3 separate regions of the Mus musculus genome follow, and all the other regions are linked to region 2. Evidence: chromatin contacts called from public promoter capture Hi-C data. All regions are on one chromosome and are shown on one strand. Each heading gives the region's core, a stretch centred on a gene start, on an enhancer-like site or on the middle of the called end of the contact. The rest is flanking DNA. Distances are from core to core; before and after follow the strand shown.

What was found. Capture Hi-C pulls out chosen DNA fragments and counts their contacts.
Region 1: a contact with region 2 is called in a promoter capture Hi-C map of liver, with 2.8 times the contacts expected there. The contact joins the promoter of Ccr5 here to the promoter of Lztfl1 in region 2. A contact is called at or near these places in 3 of 39 promoter capture datasets (hematopoietic stem and progenitor cells and liver), 3 of 484 Hi-C or Micro-C datasets (CD4 T cells and palatal mesenchyme), 3 of 115 datasets of contacts at active chromatin or transcription factors (T-cell acute lymphoblastic leukemia, effector CD8 T cells and memory CD8 T cells) and 2 of 9 other capture datasets (adipose tissue and liver).
Region 3: a promoter capture Hi-C map of liver shows a contact between it and region 2. The contact joins the promoter of Ccr2 here to the promoter of Lztfl1 in region 2. A contact is called at or near these places in 1 of 39 promoter capture datasets (second pharyngeal arch cranial neural crest) and 1 of 9 other capture datasets (liver).

The regions. Positions count from the first base shown.
Region 1 is chr9:124,119,873-124,124,712 of GRCm38.p6, reverse strand. Ccr5 (chemokine (C-C motif) receptor 5) reads right to left here and starts at 3,170. Exons shown (of 2, transcript NM_009917.5): 1 at 3,078-3,170; 2 at 1-362. The coding sequence starts at 351.
Region 2 is chr9:123,715,509-123,720,210 of GRCm38.p6, reverse strand. It overlaps Lztfl1 (leucine zipper transcription factor-like 1), which reads left to right and starts at 2,586. Exons shown (of 10, transcript NM_033322.3): 1 at 2,586-2,685. The coding sequence starts at 2,683.
Region 3 is chr9:124,100,587-124,105,265 of GRCm38.p6, reverse strand. Ccr2 (chemokine (C-C motif) receptor 2) reads right to left here and starts at 3,083. Exons shown (of 3, transcript NM_009915.2): 1 at 3,059-3,083; 2 at 1,215-1,311.

The sequences.
Region 1 (4,840 bases), core at 1,921-4,420, 400 kb before region 2:
TCCACCAAAATAACCAATGTGATAGAGCCCTGTGAATACTTTACACATTATGTTCCCAAAGACCCACTCATTTGCAGCATAGTGAGCCCAGAATGGTAGTGTGAGCAGGAAGAGCAGGTCAGAGATGGCCAGGTTGAGCAGGTAGATATCAGTCACGCTCTTCAGCTTTTTGCAGCTTATCAAGATGAGGAAGACCATCATGTTACCCACAAAACCAAAGATGAATACCAGGGAGTAGAGTGGGGGCAGGAGCTGAGCCGCAATTTGTTTCACATTGATTTTTTGGCAGGGTGCTGACATACCATAATCGATGTCATAGCTATAGGTCGGAACTGACCCTTGAAAATCCATCCTGCAAGAGCCTATGAATAAATAAAAGACAATGCTTAATAAAGGTTAAAGCAATTGTTGGCCTACCACAATTATTGTTTTATAACTTAGTGGGTCTTTGAGGCATAGACTTCTACATTTAATTTTCCCATCATCAGATGGCTTGAAATTCACCAAAGATGCATTTGATCAAATAAAATGTTGCTTTCCATATCAATGTGGGGTGAATTAATCTGTGAAACTGAGTCAGGTCCTCTCTAATTCATGGGCTTAAGATCTCTATAGAAGATGCTGCTTCTAGGCATTTATCCATAAATCCTAGAGTTCACACAAATGCCAGAAAGAATGAGTAGTGGGTGCTAATTACTGTTCTATGGTATGACATATGCATTTGCTAAACGCTTGAGTTAACTGCTTGAGGCAAGAAATATACTGTTTATGTTTTTCTGGATAAAACACTCCCCAAGTATAGAGAAAATGAATGTTAATATAAAAACCACACTACCAGGAAGTAACTTACTTTGAATTTGGGCAGTATGAAACCTTAACTGACATATGTTGCTTGTCACTCCTTGGTAACTAATAAGATGTCTCTCTCTCTCTCTCTCTCTCTCTCTCTCTCTCTCTCTCTCTCTCTCTCCTTCCTTCTCTCTCTCTCTCTCTCTCTCTTTCTCCTTCCTTCTCTCTCTCTCTCTCTCTCTCTCTCTCTCTCTCTCTCTCTCTCTCTCTCTCCATGGTTTTCCTTGAGCTTTCCAGAACACTGGCTCTTTCTGGATAGTAGCCAATTGGGAGAGCAGTAGAAGGGTGGGGACCAAAACTTGATTTTTCAAGAATAAAGGTTTCTTAGTATAAATAATATTTACTCTTGATTCTTCATTGTTCTTGGGCCAGAAGCCAAAGGCTTCAGAGGAATTATCACCTGTTGCTTAACAACAGGGGATTAAATAAAGGATTTATTGCCAGGCAGCCAGAAGCCCTTCACTGGCCAGGCTGGTTAACTCTTTTTGAATCAGAGAGAAAAAGGAAAGGAAAGATGTCACTCTCACAGACACATACACACTGGGTGAAGGAGAAAATGGCTGCATCACTACCTTGGATGGATGTATGTATGGATGGATGGGTAGGTGGGTAGATGGTACAGATTCCCCCTCAACCACCCACTCATCTTTATTTCCTCTCTCTGGCCTTTTTATAGATAAAAGTTATTAGAAAATTACCTCATGACAAAATGTTATACAAAATGAGAGTTACAAAAGGATGTTGATATTAACTTTAAAGCAGTTTTTCATTCTATATACTTAAGTTCATAGTCACTGTTTCACATGGCTTTGTCTTATAATAGTGTACACCTGTGGCTTAATTCTTAAACTTGAATACTTTTTCCTTAAACACAAATTTGTCCCAAGCATATTTCTCTTTTTAGTGTAGTGATAACAACTCATTATATTTCTTATTATGCAGCCTTACTTACTATTATGAGGAGTGGGTACATTCTATTCTTGATTTTAACTTTATTACATCTTTCTAGCAAACAACTAAAACCATCTTTTAAAAATTTCTTCCTAAGATTATTTAAATCAAATCAGGAACTCTATAAAGTCATTAATTCACCTAAACAGCATTAGTTAATTCATGAAAGTTCATCTTTATGTTGATGTGCAAGAAATCTGACCAATATGGTGGGCTGATACCCACGAACTTTTAGGCTATGTGAAGTGATAGGAAAAGGCTTCTCAGCTGCAAGAAGCAATCCTAAACCCAAGTCTCTTTGGGACCTTGCCTCTTAGAGCTTTGTCCATGCTAAAAGATGGGCCGCCTCCATTAAGGCCACCTGCTAGCCTCAGCCTTTCCTGGATGGCTTCTGACAAGGGTGCTTCTCTGTAGTCAGGATAAAATGATGTAATGTCCAAACACTCAAACAGTGTCATAGAATATAGCATCAGTAATTAAAGTAGACCATCCTCATTTTTTCTCTAAAGTTATTTCTGCTTCCTGAGTTTCCACCATCAAAAGTTCTCATATACGTAGAAGAGATTATCAAGTAGAAAATGATTCTTTCATCTCCATGGGTGATATTCACTGTCTAGCCTCTTCAACCAACTGGCTTGCCCTGTTTAAATTCCTCAAACTTTTTTTTTTTTTTACTTAGTTCTCTAAAGCTCTTCATACTTCCCATTTAGGTAGCAAAGAGAAGCACCCCCCCAAAAAAAAGTCACACCTTCAAGGCTAAGCCAGAACAAGAATTTTCTACTAAGTGTGCTGTAGAAACTTTGATGTTTGTGACCTTAGACAATTTTTAGGTTTCTCTATTTTCTTGGAGACAGTCAGGGCAAGAAGAGAAAGAGAGAACAAGAGAGCACAAGAAACTTAGAGCTTCTGGTACACACATGTTCAAGGATATACACGTGACCCATGGAAAGATTTCACCTCTTTTCAGCTGATTATCAAACCAGATTTCAACCAATAGCATTGTTCTAGAAGCTATTTTTAAAAGGTAAGGATTTGCTTGCTTTAAAAAATTCTCTTTTTAAATATTTCATTCACAATCATGTTTCAGATATTTGATGACATCACATGCTGAAACATATCCTAAATTCTTAACTTTCCTGTATCTTAAAGATTATATTTTCAGATAATTCTGTGAGCACCTGGTGCTGACAGATGTCCTCTCAGGATTTCCTGTTAAAGTTTTTACTCATCAAGGAAGCTGAGCTAACTAGTCAAGCAAGGGCTGAGAGGTGACTTACCAGAGTCTCTTGTAGGGGGAACGGATGTCTCACCTCCTCTGGCTAGGAGAGCTGTACAAATCTAACATGAAGACAGTATAAAGTAAGAAACACAGTTTCTTGCAGAGAGGGTGGAGTTTAATGAGAAAAGGTATTACGTAGTGTTCAGGGTTGGGGGTGTCAGATCAGTTCTTCTTTTTTTTTCTTTAAAGTTGCACTTAGAGTAGAAAATAGAAGGCAGCTCTGGACTGAAAGTTTTTTGAGGAGTTTCCTTCTTCAGACTCTTTTACTTATGTTCTCTGCTCATCCAACTACACACTTCGTTGGAAATCAGAAAAATTAAAGGGTATTAATGACAGAAGAACACTTATATCCATTAATTAAAGCCCACATTTGAGTCAAGAGAGTCACTGTCTAAGAGACAAGTAGTGCATGCAATATCTCTGCTTCTCACTGGTAAAGCCAAAATGGCAAGAGAATTTATTCTTCTCGTAGTTGCTCTTGATTAAAGTAAGTTCCAGCCAATTTAAAGTGAGATGGGAGCTTTATCCCAGACACCAATCTTGCTACTTCTTTTACTCATCTTCCTCTCGCTGTCCTACATTTCACACACATAATTTTTACTGCTCTGTGTGACTCTTCAGTGTAAACTAAAACAACTGCTATCAAACAGGTTTACCATATGTTTTCCTGAAAACTAAACATATTTCTTTTTTTCCCTCATGTATCTGGTAACAAGTGACATACAAAATTACACATTTTGCATAGGCACTTATGAGTATCTATTCTATACCAGATTTGAAGGTAACAGAGCGTCTCAATCCAAGAACATAATTTATCTGGAGCCGTGAAGGATTTTTCATGGAACAACAAAGAGAAGTGCATGATAAAATTTAGGATAATATAATAATGCCATATATGTGACTATATCAGATCAGCTGGGTGGTTGGTGGAATTTTTAAAAACATCAAGAAATGACAGCGGAGCTAATAACAGCACAGAGCTGCCAATGAGACACAAGAGACCCTGCAAGACACAAGACTTCTGCAGCCAGTGTGTTAGGCTAAATAACAATAGTCACTTCATGGTTTGTTATAACAGGCTATTGCGTTCAGTAACTCCATTTTGCTTTATTCTTACTCCTCATTCCCAAGATATGGCTTTCTCTTTGCACTCCAGAACATCTTGTATGCAAGGTAAGTCTAGACCACAACCAGTAGATTAATAACTCTGGCTAGCCTGGGATTGTCTGATTCAAGTTCCTGGGAATGCAAATTCTATACATAACCAGTCATTCACATTTTCCCCAAAAACTTGGAAGCAGGGAGTTGAGGTGTCAGTTTGCTTCCTTTTGGGTGAATGGTGTCTTTAATAAAGACTGTTTTCTTTCTACCAATGTGTGTCTCCTGATGATTAATTTTCTATGTGGTAAATGTCCAGGCCTGAATTTGGTAGCAATAGGGGGCACTCACAGCATGTTTATAGACAAACCACAACAAAATAAACAGCAATCTCTTAATTACACACTCAGTAATATTTTCAAAATAAACACAATTTAAAATCTTAATGTTTTAAAATCATTTTCTTAGGTAGATCTCTTCACTGCTGCTAGACAAATGTTATAATTCTGTATGTGGAGCTTTTGGGCTAATATCCACTTATCAGTGAGTGCACATCATGTGTTTTCTTTTGCAATTGGGTTACCTCACTCAGGATGATATTCTCAAGTTCCATCCATTTGCCTGCGAATTTCATGAAGTCATTGTTTTTAATGGCTCAGTAGT
Region 2 (4,702 bases), core at 1,337-3,836:
ATTTCTGCTTTATTTTGTTTTGTTTTGTTCTGACCATTTAACTAATGGATATGTTTTCATTATTGGACCTTTTCCTAAAGATATAGTGTCTTTATAAATTAGCTTTATTCTAAAGGACTTATCTGTTAGCACTTTGTTCTAACAACAAAAGTTTAAGTTCACTTAAGAAATTTGAAAGTCGTGTCTGCAGGTGTGTGCATGCTCATGTATGTGTATACGTGGAAGGGGAGCACAGGTGTGATGTAGTGTTCATGTAGAAACCAGAAGACAATAGTTCTGAACTGGCTCTCTTCTACCATGTGGATCCAGAAAATTGAAGAAGGTAATCAGGTTTGTCAGGAAGTGCCTTCACCTGCTGAACCATCTGGCCAGCCATCAAGTTGATTTTTAAGTAATTAAGCTTAGCCCCTGTGACAATTATGACACTTTCTACCTAATTAATATCATTTAGATAGAATAAAACAGAAAAAAATGAAAGAAGATTCTTGAAATCAGAATTTATTTAATATCCACTGTATTACAACACCTGGCAATAGTCTTTTTTGTCTTGAAAACAGATTTATAGTTTTAAGACTCAAACTTCAAAGCCTCCATCTACCTCTCCAAGCTGTAGATTCTTAGTCTCTTCCTTTATAAGTAGTTCTGGAACCATATCTCTAAAATTCTTCTGCATCTAAAAGCACCCGATTGTGATTCACTTTAAACTTTACTTTGTATTGGCTGTGAAAGACAATCTCAAAATGCACCATCAAAATTAACTTTTGATAACTCAGAGCTAATGTTGAATGTTTGTTCCCTCCTGCTTTAAAGTCTCCCAGGCTCAGAAGGCTGGCAGCTCTGCATGATGTTGGTTTACTCAGTGCCTCCTCGTAAGATACTGCACTGGCCTAGAGTGGTTGTATGTTCACCAATATTTGTGATAACCTCTTCCTATACTTGTCTTTCATAGGACAGTGTCTTTTTTTTTAAAACAGGGCTTCATTATGAAGCCCTGGGTGGCCTTGAACTCACAGAGGTCCTTCTGCCCCTGCTTTACAAGTGCTGGGGTTAAAGGCAAGGCGACCATAGAGGTAGTCATCACTTTGGAACAACGGTTAAACTTGAAGATTTTTTTTTTCATTTTTATTAGGTATTTAGCTCATTTACATTTCCAATGCTATACCAAAAGTCTCCCATACCCACCCACCCCCACCCCTACCCACCCACTCCCCCTTTTTGGCCCTGGCGTTCCCCTGTACTGGGGCATATAAAGTTTGCAAGTCCAATGGGCCTCTCTTTGCAGTGATGGCCGACTAGGCCATCTTCTGCTACATATGCAGCTAGAGACAAGAGCTCCGGGGTACTGGTTAGTTCATATTGTTGTTCCACCTATAGGGTTGCAGTTCCCTTTAGTTCCTTGGGTGCTTTCTCTAGTTCCTCCATTGGGGGCCCTGTGGTCCATTCAATAGCTGACTGTGAGCATCCACTTCTGTGTTTGCTATGCCCGACCTAAAGCTGTACTACAGAGCAATTGTGATAAAAACTGCATGGTACTGGTATAGCGACAGACAAGTAGACCAATGGAACAGAATTGAAGACCCAGAGATGAACCCACACACCTATGGTCACTTGATCTTTGACAAGGGAGCTAAAACCATCCAGTGGAAAAAAGACAGCATTTTTCAACAAATGGTGCTGGCACAACTGGCTGTTATCATGTAGAAGATTGCGAATTGATCCATTCCTATCTCCTTGTACTAAGGTCAAATCTAAGTGGATCAAGGAACTTCACATAAAACCAGAGACAGTGAAACTTATAGAGGAGAAAGTAGGGAAAAGCCTCGAAGATATGGGTACAGGGGAAAAATTCCTGAATAGAACAGCAGTGGCTTGCGCTGTAAGATCGAGAATCAATAAATAGGACCTCATAAAATTGCAAAGCTTCTGCAAGGCAAAAGACACCGTCAATAAGACAAAAAGATCACCAACAGATTTGGAAAGGATCTTTACCTATCCCAAAACTTGAAGATTCTAATGACTCAAGTTAGACTTCATAAGTGAAAACTTCCGCCAGGGAGATCAGGACGTTATTCCACAACCTTCTCCTGGCGAATCTAGTGTTTGTCTCTCTAATTCACTACTCTATATAAACCTATGTTTTTGCACATTTTTTTTCCAAAAAGGTAAAGTTATTCTCTTCTGCCAGCGTTATAAAACAATGCAGATGGAGGAAGGGCGTGCACCAGGGCCAGCATGAGCTTGATAGCCGGATGCAGTCACGCTGAAGCCCTGTTCACTCAGCCTGTTCTTCTCAGAGGTCTGGAACCACCAGCTCTGGATCCCGGTGCCAAAGCCCAACTTCTGTCCTGATTGTAGGCAAACACGCTGGCACCTAAGGCGCTGCTCAGCTCCCCCCCCCCACCCCCGACCGGAAATTTCTCTGTTGCCATTGGCAACGGCAGGCACCGCCCCAGGTTAGCGTGGCAAGAAAAGGTGGGACTTCCGGATCTCAAAGCCAATGTACCCGCGGAAATTAGCCAGTTACGCAACATCATCCGTCACGTGACACTGAGAGCCAATGATAGCGTGCAAGCGAGGGCCCACGTGTCTCCGTTCCCATTGGCAACGCGCGGCTTCTAAACAACCTCCGTTCCTCAGGCCCCGGTGCCGGCCTCCCTGTTTCCTGTCGGATCCGCCGCCACCATGGTGAGTGTCCTGGTCGGGAGAGGCCCAGCCGGGGTGCGGAGGGCGAGCGAGCGAGCGAGCGAGCGGGGCCTCGCCGGGGAGGGAGTCACGTCGGCCGAGCCGCGGGGACAGCTTCTTGCTGAAGCCTTCCTCCGGCCTTGTCGCCTCGTCCTTGGCTGTGGTCTGGGAAGCCCTGGCCGACACAGCCGCACACATTTGCCAGGGTGAAGAATGACGGGCTGGTTCCAACTTTCTGTGTGAACTTGGTTGAATCTAATTTTCTGAAGCACCTGATTTTACAACTGACTAATTATCGGTGCTGTTTTCTTTGTTTGGACGTCTGACGACCATTTGGGTATTAGAGTTCGGGCTTACTTTGAGACAGATAAAACTGAAGCGAAAACGCCAGTCCATCCAACCTTTCATCGTACAATTAATTTAAATAGCTGGGCATAGAGAAGTTATTGAAAGTGAAGCTCAAGTGGGTTGCTGACATATCCCAGCAATCAATTCCTAGTAAGTGTCACTTTGTATACATCTAAACAAAACAGACCATTTCTTAAACCATCCTGAGCTAGGAACTGGTCCTGCTTCTGATGTCAAAAACGAAAAAAAAAAAAAAATTACGCTAGTGGCTTCACAAAAAAGTTAGTACTTGTTTGTGTTCTTACTCTTTTATGTCATTGTGATAACACTTGGAAACCGGGTGTAGATGATTTGTCAAACAATGCACATAAAATAAACACTTTAAGCAATAAGCTCACTCTTTTTTAAAAAAAATTATCCTTTAAAGATTTTATACATTCATACAATGTATTTTAAATCCCCTAGCATCTTCCAGAATTATTGTTTACTTCCTGTCCTGTTTTTTTTAAGCCTACCTAGTCCAATTTATGCTGCACATATACTCATGTGTGTGGGACCATCACCTTCCTTGGGCCACACTCTTAAAAGAAACTGTCTCTCTGCCCTTCATAAATCTTCAGCCGTCAGTAACTGCTCAGCTAGAAGTGCGATCTCATAAACCCCTCCCCGTCTCTGTGCTGGATTGTTGATTGGCACCTTTGTGCAGGTGACCACAGTTGTGAGTTTCTAGGCCAGCAGTTCTGTCATGTCTAGAAGACAGTTTTTGTTGTTGCTGTTTCAAGACAGGGTTTCTCTGTTTAGTCCTGTCTATATTGGAATCCTCTCTGTAGTCCAGCCTGACCTTGAACTCAGATTCACTTGCCTTTGCCTATCTATGCCTCTGCCTCCTGAGTGTATATCTTAGTTGTGGCTAAGCCTATTTATTCTCTGTACCTAAAAGCTGTGAGCTGTGTGGTAGCCACCATCCATTGCACAGAGAAACTTCTCTAACCAGGTCTGAGAGCTGTACTAACTGTGTAGCTTCCCTATTTTAAAACAGCATCTGCCTTATTAAAAAGACTACTGTTTGTTTTCAAGCCAGATAATACTTTTTAAGGTTGTATTTGGTAAGGTTAAGTTTCTGTAGAGATCTGAAAATTAGTGTATTAAGGAATGTAGGCATTTGTTTCCTCTCACACAGCAGCCATTTTATTTAGATTAGTGAGTAGGTTAGTGCTGCTCCCCGAGGTGAGGATAGAGGTCTCATTCATCTTTCTGTTCTTTCAGCCCTGGGGCATAAAAATGTCACGGCTCATCCTAGTTACCTACTCTGTCTACTTTCAGAGACATTAGAGATGACAGGGGTATAAGGTATACCCCATATCTTAAGTCTGAAAAATACCCCACACCTCTTTGTATTTCTTCTTTTCCTGAGAAGTAGTCATGTGATTGTGACCTGAATGTATTTGAGTTGGTAGGAGGACAAAAAGGCAACCTGATATACATCAGTTGCTACAACACCATATATTCATCATCAACATCGTTGTTGGTTATTGTTATTGTTTGAGACTTCGTCTCTGGGTAGCCCTGGCTGTTCTGAAGTTCACTATGTAGATCAGGCTGGTTTCAAAGGCACAGAGATCTGCTTGCCTCTGGCTCCCAAGTGCTGAGATTAAAAGCAGGTACCAGTACA
Region 3 (4,679 bases), core at 1,834-4,333, 380 kb before region 2:
TTGTGTAGCATAGGCTTTATGCTTGGGATTATAAACAAAAGACCTAGACATTGTACACAAGCCATACAGAGGGCTCACTTTCTGACTTCTTATTTCAGAAAGAAAATAAACCATTATAAATTTCATCATCTATTCATTGTACCCAAAAGCATTCTAATAACCCTCTCAACTTTCATCTTCCCCTTGCTCTCACTCACACTTTTGATAAGGTTGCAATGTTAATTTAATGTTCAAATACCTTAATGTCATTCCAAATTCTTTTCATTGAGCATGAATTTCCCCCATTTAAAACTCTTTTGAAGGGATTAGAGATGGCTCAGGGGTCAAAGGCACTTACTTTTCTTGCATAGAACCCAAGTTGATTTCCTATACCCACAGCAGGGAGCTCATAACCACCTGTAATTCCAGTTTTAGTGGATCTATCACTTTTTGAACTCCATTGGCACCTGCACACACTTAAGTCACATAAACTATATGTGACTTAAGGCACAGATACTTACACAAAATAAAAAAACAGATAAATCTTAAAAATATTGCTTTTAGCTTCTAGAAAGACACCTACGTGGCTGCTTATTAATATTTCTGTGACATATCCCTGCAAACTTCATAAAACCTCAAGGCACTGTATTTGGCTTTTGCCAACTTTTGCCTTTTTTTCTTTTTATTCTTGCTTCAAAATTCTTCTAATTCAGATTTTTATCTGAATTATATCAGCTGATCTCAGGATTTTTACTCTCCTATATGCTTATGTTTTCCAAGGCTCTATGTTCAAGTCCCACCTTCTCTGAAACACCAGAGTTTAATTTTTCACATTTCATGGTATCTCATCATGAATTTGTCTACATGGTCAATATTTAACTAGCATCTGCTATGACTTATACATGAGGGGTACACACATACACTGCTGTAAGTGTTTGGAGGTCAGAAGATAATTTGCTCTTTCCCTCCTATATAAGCTACAGGGATTTGAACTCAGGTGACTAGGTTTTCACGGCAAGTACTTTAACACAGGAACCATCTTGCTGACCAAATTATGAGAACTTCATCTTAGTTATTATCATCCAGTACATTTTTATAAGAAAACTCTAGTATTATTCCAAATAATTCCTCTTCAGAAAATTAAAGGCTGTTTGTCAGAACCAACAAGATTAGTTTCAAAACCTGCCTCCAAATTAGATAACTAGACAGATGATTCAGCAGTTAAGAGTACCTACTGTTTTTGCAGATGATTCAAGTTCAATTCTTAGCACATGTGGTGAATCCAATGCCCTCTTCTGGTCTTTGCAGGCAGCTGAACTTGCATGGCATTTACTGGTGCAGACACACACATATAAAATAAATAAAATAATCAATGAGATTTCAAAAATAAAAAACTCCTGCCTCTAACATGAAAGCTGGGTAACTTAAAGTCAAGCATCTGCTTTCCTGTATAGAAACTCCCTAAGTTGCTGTGAGGTCCATCTGAGGTGAAGGCTCATCATGTGCTACAGATGAATGTTCTATGTTAGAATTGTGCCATAGGAATTCTACCCCTACATTCTTTTCAAATTCATCCTTGTTGCCTTCTATGGGCTGCTAGTTTCTTGTCTCATCTGCTATCCACTTCATATTGATCTCTCCTTCACTCATAGCTCATCCCTCTCATTCTGTCTGCCCCAACAGTTAACAGTGCATATGTACTCCTCATCCTGAAACCCCCAATAGCCACATGACTTGGATGTGGTGGGACTTCACAGTGGTTGACCTGCTCTCACATTCCCAGTCCTGTGCACACCCACAACTGTCTTCTCTCCATTTCCTCCAAACTCACCACTTCCTTTATGCCTTAGTGATTTACTCTGTTCTTGTCTCTTGACCTAAAATGGTTCCTATTTATTCTACCTCCTACTTAAAACTTCCCTTCTCTTGTGAAGCCCAATCTGCACCCTCTGACAAACCACTCTGCTCTTGTGAAATGTAAGTAACCACTTATCATGGTATCTTCTACATACCATGCACCCCGCTGAGGTTAAGGAGTGGCAATGTTGTTAATCTCTGACTCTTATAATTTCACCTGGCTAAAAGAGTAAACAGTAAAGGTTCACTGAAAGAGTGCACAAAAGTCTATAATAATTATAAGATATAAAATGTAACATCATTAGATTTGATTGTTAAGACTACTTTTTCCTGATATCAGCTATAAATTTGTTTTCATCCACCTATATATCACAGTACTTCTTGCATCCCTTAAGTGATAGCCAAATGAAGCTTGCATGTCACATCACTGAGTCTTATCACTAGACTGCCAAAACTAAATGAGATCTTTGATGAGAATAAGGAAGAAAGTGCATGTACCTAAAGATTACACAGTGCTAAGTTCTGGTCTGTTCTAAAGTTCCAGCTGTTATGGAAAATTCTAGGTAAATGCTAATTCATATAACCCTATGGCACATAGTCAGCACTTAGTTCCTACTACCAAGCAGTCTGGAAAGTACTGGCCTGAGCATCACTTTGGGCATTAAGACATAGCTATCACCCAGGACTGTAGGGAAGCTGCCTCCCAAAAGAAAGCAAAAGAGATAATGGGAGAGAGAGAGAGAGAGAGAGAGAGAGAGAGAGAGAGAGAGAGAGGGAGAGAGAGAGAGAGAGAGAGATAGATATCTTCAGTCTGTGTGGTTCTCATGAGGAAAGACAAGAGCCAATTTAGAAGGCATAGATGAACTACAGGTAAAAGATTTCACAGTATAAGGTTCTAGAAATGTAAACCCTCTGCATGCTAAGAGAGACAGAGTAATCCTGTGAGTGTCTAGAAGATGATGAGGCACAGTGATTTTCCTTCCTTCATTGTCCCCTTTTATCACCTGATCCCAAAAGAATGGTCCCACCCAGCAACACCCTCATTTCCGCACTGCCACTAGGGTCTTTCTAATGTTTCTTGGTGCACATTACATTCTCTTCTCTCCCCAAATCTTGATCTTTGCCTCAGGTGCACAGGCTGTACAATACCTCAGGCTGTCTCCCTAGTGCCCTGCATCTCAAGCTTGGAGATGCATAAAGACATGGAAAAATCACAACTCACCAGGTATGGCTCCTTTATGATGGCACTGCTATCTCAGGCTTCTCAGTAACAGATCTGGAGGTGCAAACTGGTATGCAGAAGTAGGAAATAAAGTTTCCTGCAGAAAGAGAAGGCGGAGATAAAAGAGCAAGTGATGGTAAAGATTTGAAGAAAAACAAAACAAAGCAAAAAAAAAAAAAAAAAACAAACCCCAAAGATCTACAGTTCTTCTTTTCCAGCCAGGAGTGTTATATGTTGGGCTGAGGTCTTTACAGGATTAATTTTGAAATCTTGCTTATGCAATTCTGAGTGTGAGTTAGCCACGCCCTATACCCCTGCTTCAGTATATTTCAGCTCATGGCTTCGTCTTATAAGTCTTTCATAGCTTTTCCACTCTCTGTTCTCTTCTCTGTGTTAGTTGGCATAACCCAAGTGCAATAGAACCTATCACACCCAGAGAATAAATGCTAATGAGGCCTTAGGTCATAATGAATAAAATGCGCAGAGAGGTTTCACTGAGTCTTGTGTGTTGCTTTCAAAGTGTTGTGAATTGGAATCTGGTTACAAATCTCGCTTAAATAAAGCTTTCTAATGAAGGAAAGATTTACACTGGGACCTGAGAGTGGATCTTAGGAAACCACGAGATGTTCTTACCACCTTCATCTCACACTATACAAATGGTCAAAATTTTGAGAATTTACACCTTAAAATCTTTATCTGCATAAGGAAAACAGAAATGATCCCTTTGTGTGAGTTTGAAAACTTCTTATCTATCTGCCAGCAATGAGTTCACGTTTTTCAGGATTTTTAGGCTGGAAGATTAGTGTGATGTGGCCTTTGGGAATCCTTTAAAGAAAATACATCACCACCTAACAGCTCTGGTATACCTGCTGTTACTATACAGGCAATTCCAGTGGACTGCTCTCAGGGATCTAGATGCTGTCAGGTGTGCAGTGGATGAAAGGACCCAACCACCTCACTAGCTCTTTTTCTGTTCTTGGAGTTTCCTCTCTCTGTGTTCTTCGTGTGTCCCCTTTCTGCCCATCTCTACCTCCTCTCTCTGCCCGATGACTCTCTCTCTTCTCTGTCTGCCTGTCTACACATCCACTTGTCTGGTTCTTTAAGTTTCCTCTCCTCTTCTCTCCCCTCCTCCAGTAAACCTTTTTTTATACAAGATCTGTTTCATGGCATAATCTCTTCAGGACACACCTTGGCATGACCCACAAAGGATACCTCCTCACAACATTATGTTCAAAACACATGCTAGCTAAGCAGTATCACATCAAAGGCATAGCTGTGGCGCTTCAGATTGCCTGGAGTAGAATAGCGATTGTCTCAAGTCTTCTGAAAACCAATGAAATGAAAATCATTTGTGCTCCCCCAAATGCTGTAAGATGACTGACACTGGATACAAGATGTTTAAAATCATGTTATCATTCTGAAGGTTAACTGAAGGTTAAGTTCTCTCAAGTGACTTAAAAGGATTCACTTGAATCCTGTTGGAGGTTAAACCATTCAAATTCAAAGTTAAGTTGGTATCCTCTGCAACTCATGTATGGCAAGACACAACCAAATGAAAATGTGGACATAACATGTCCAGAGAAGTGATAGCAAAACAAGAAAGGCTTATCAATACTTTGAA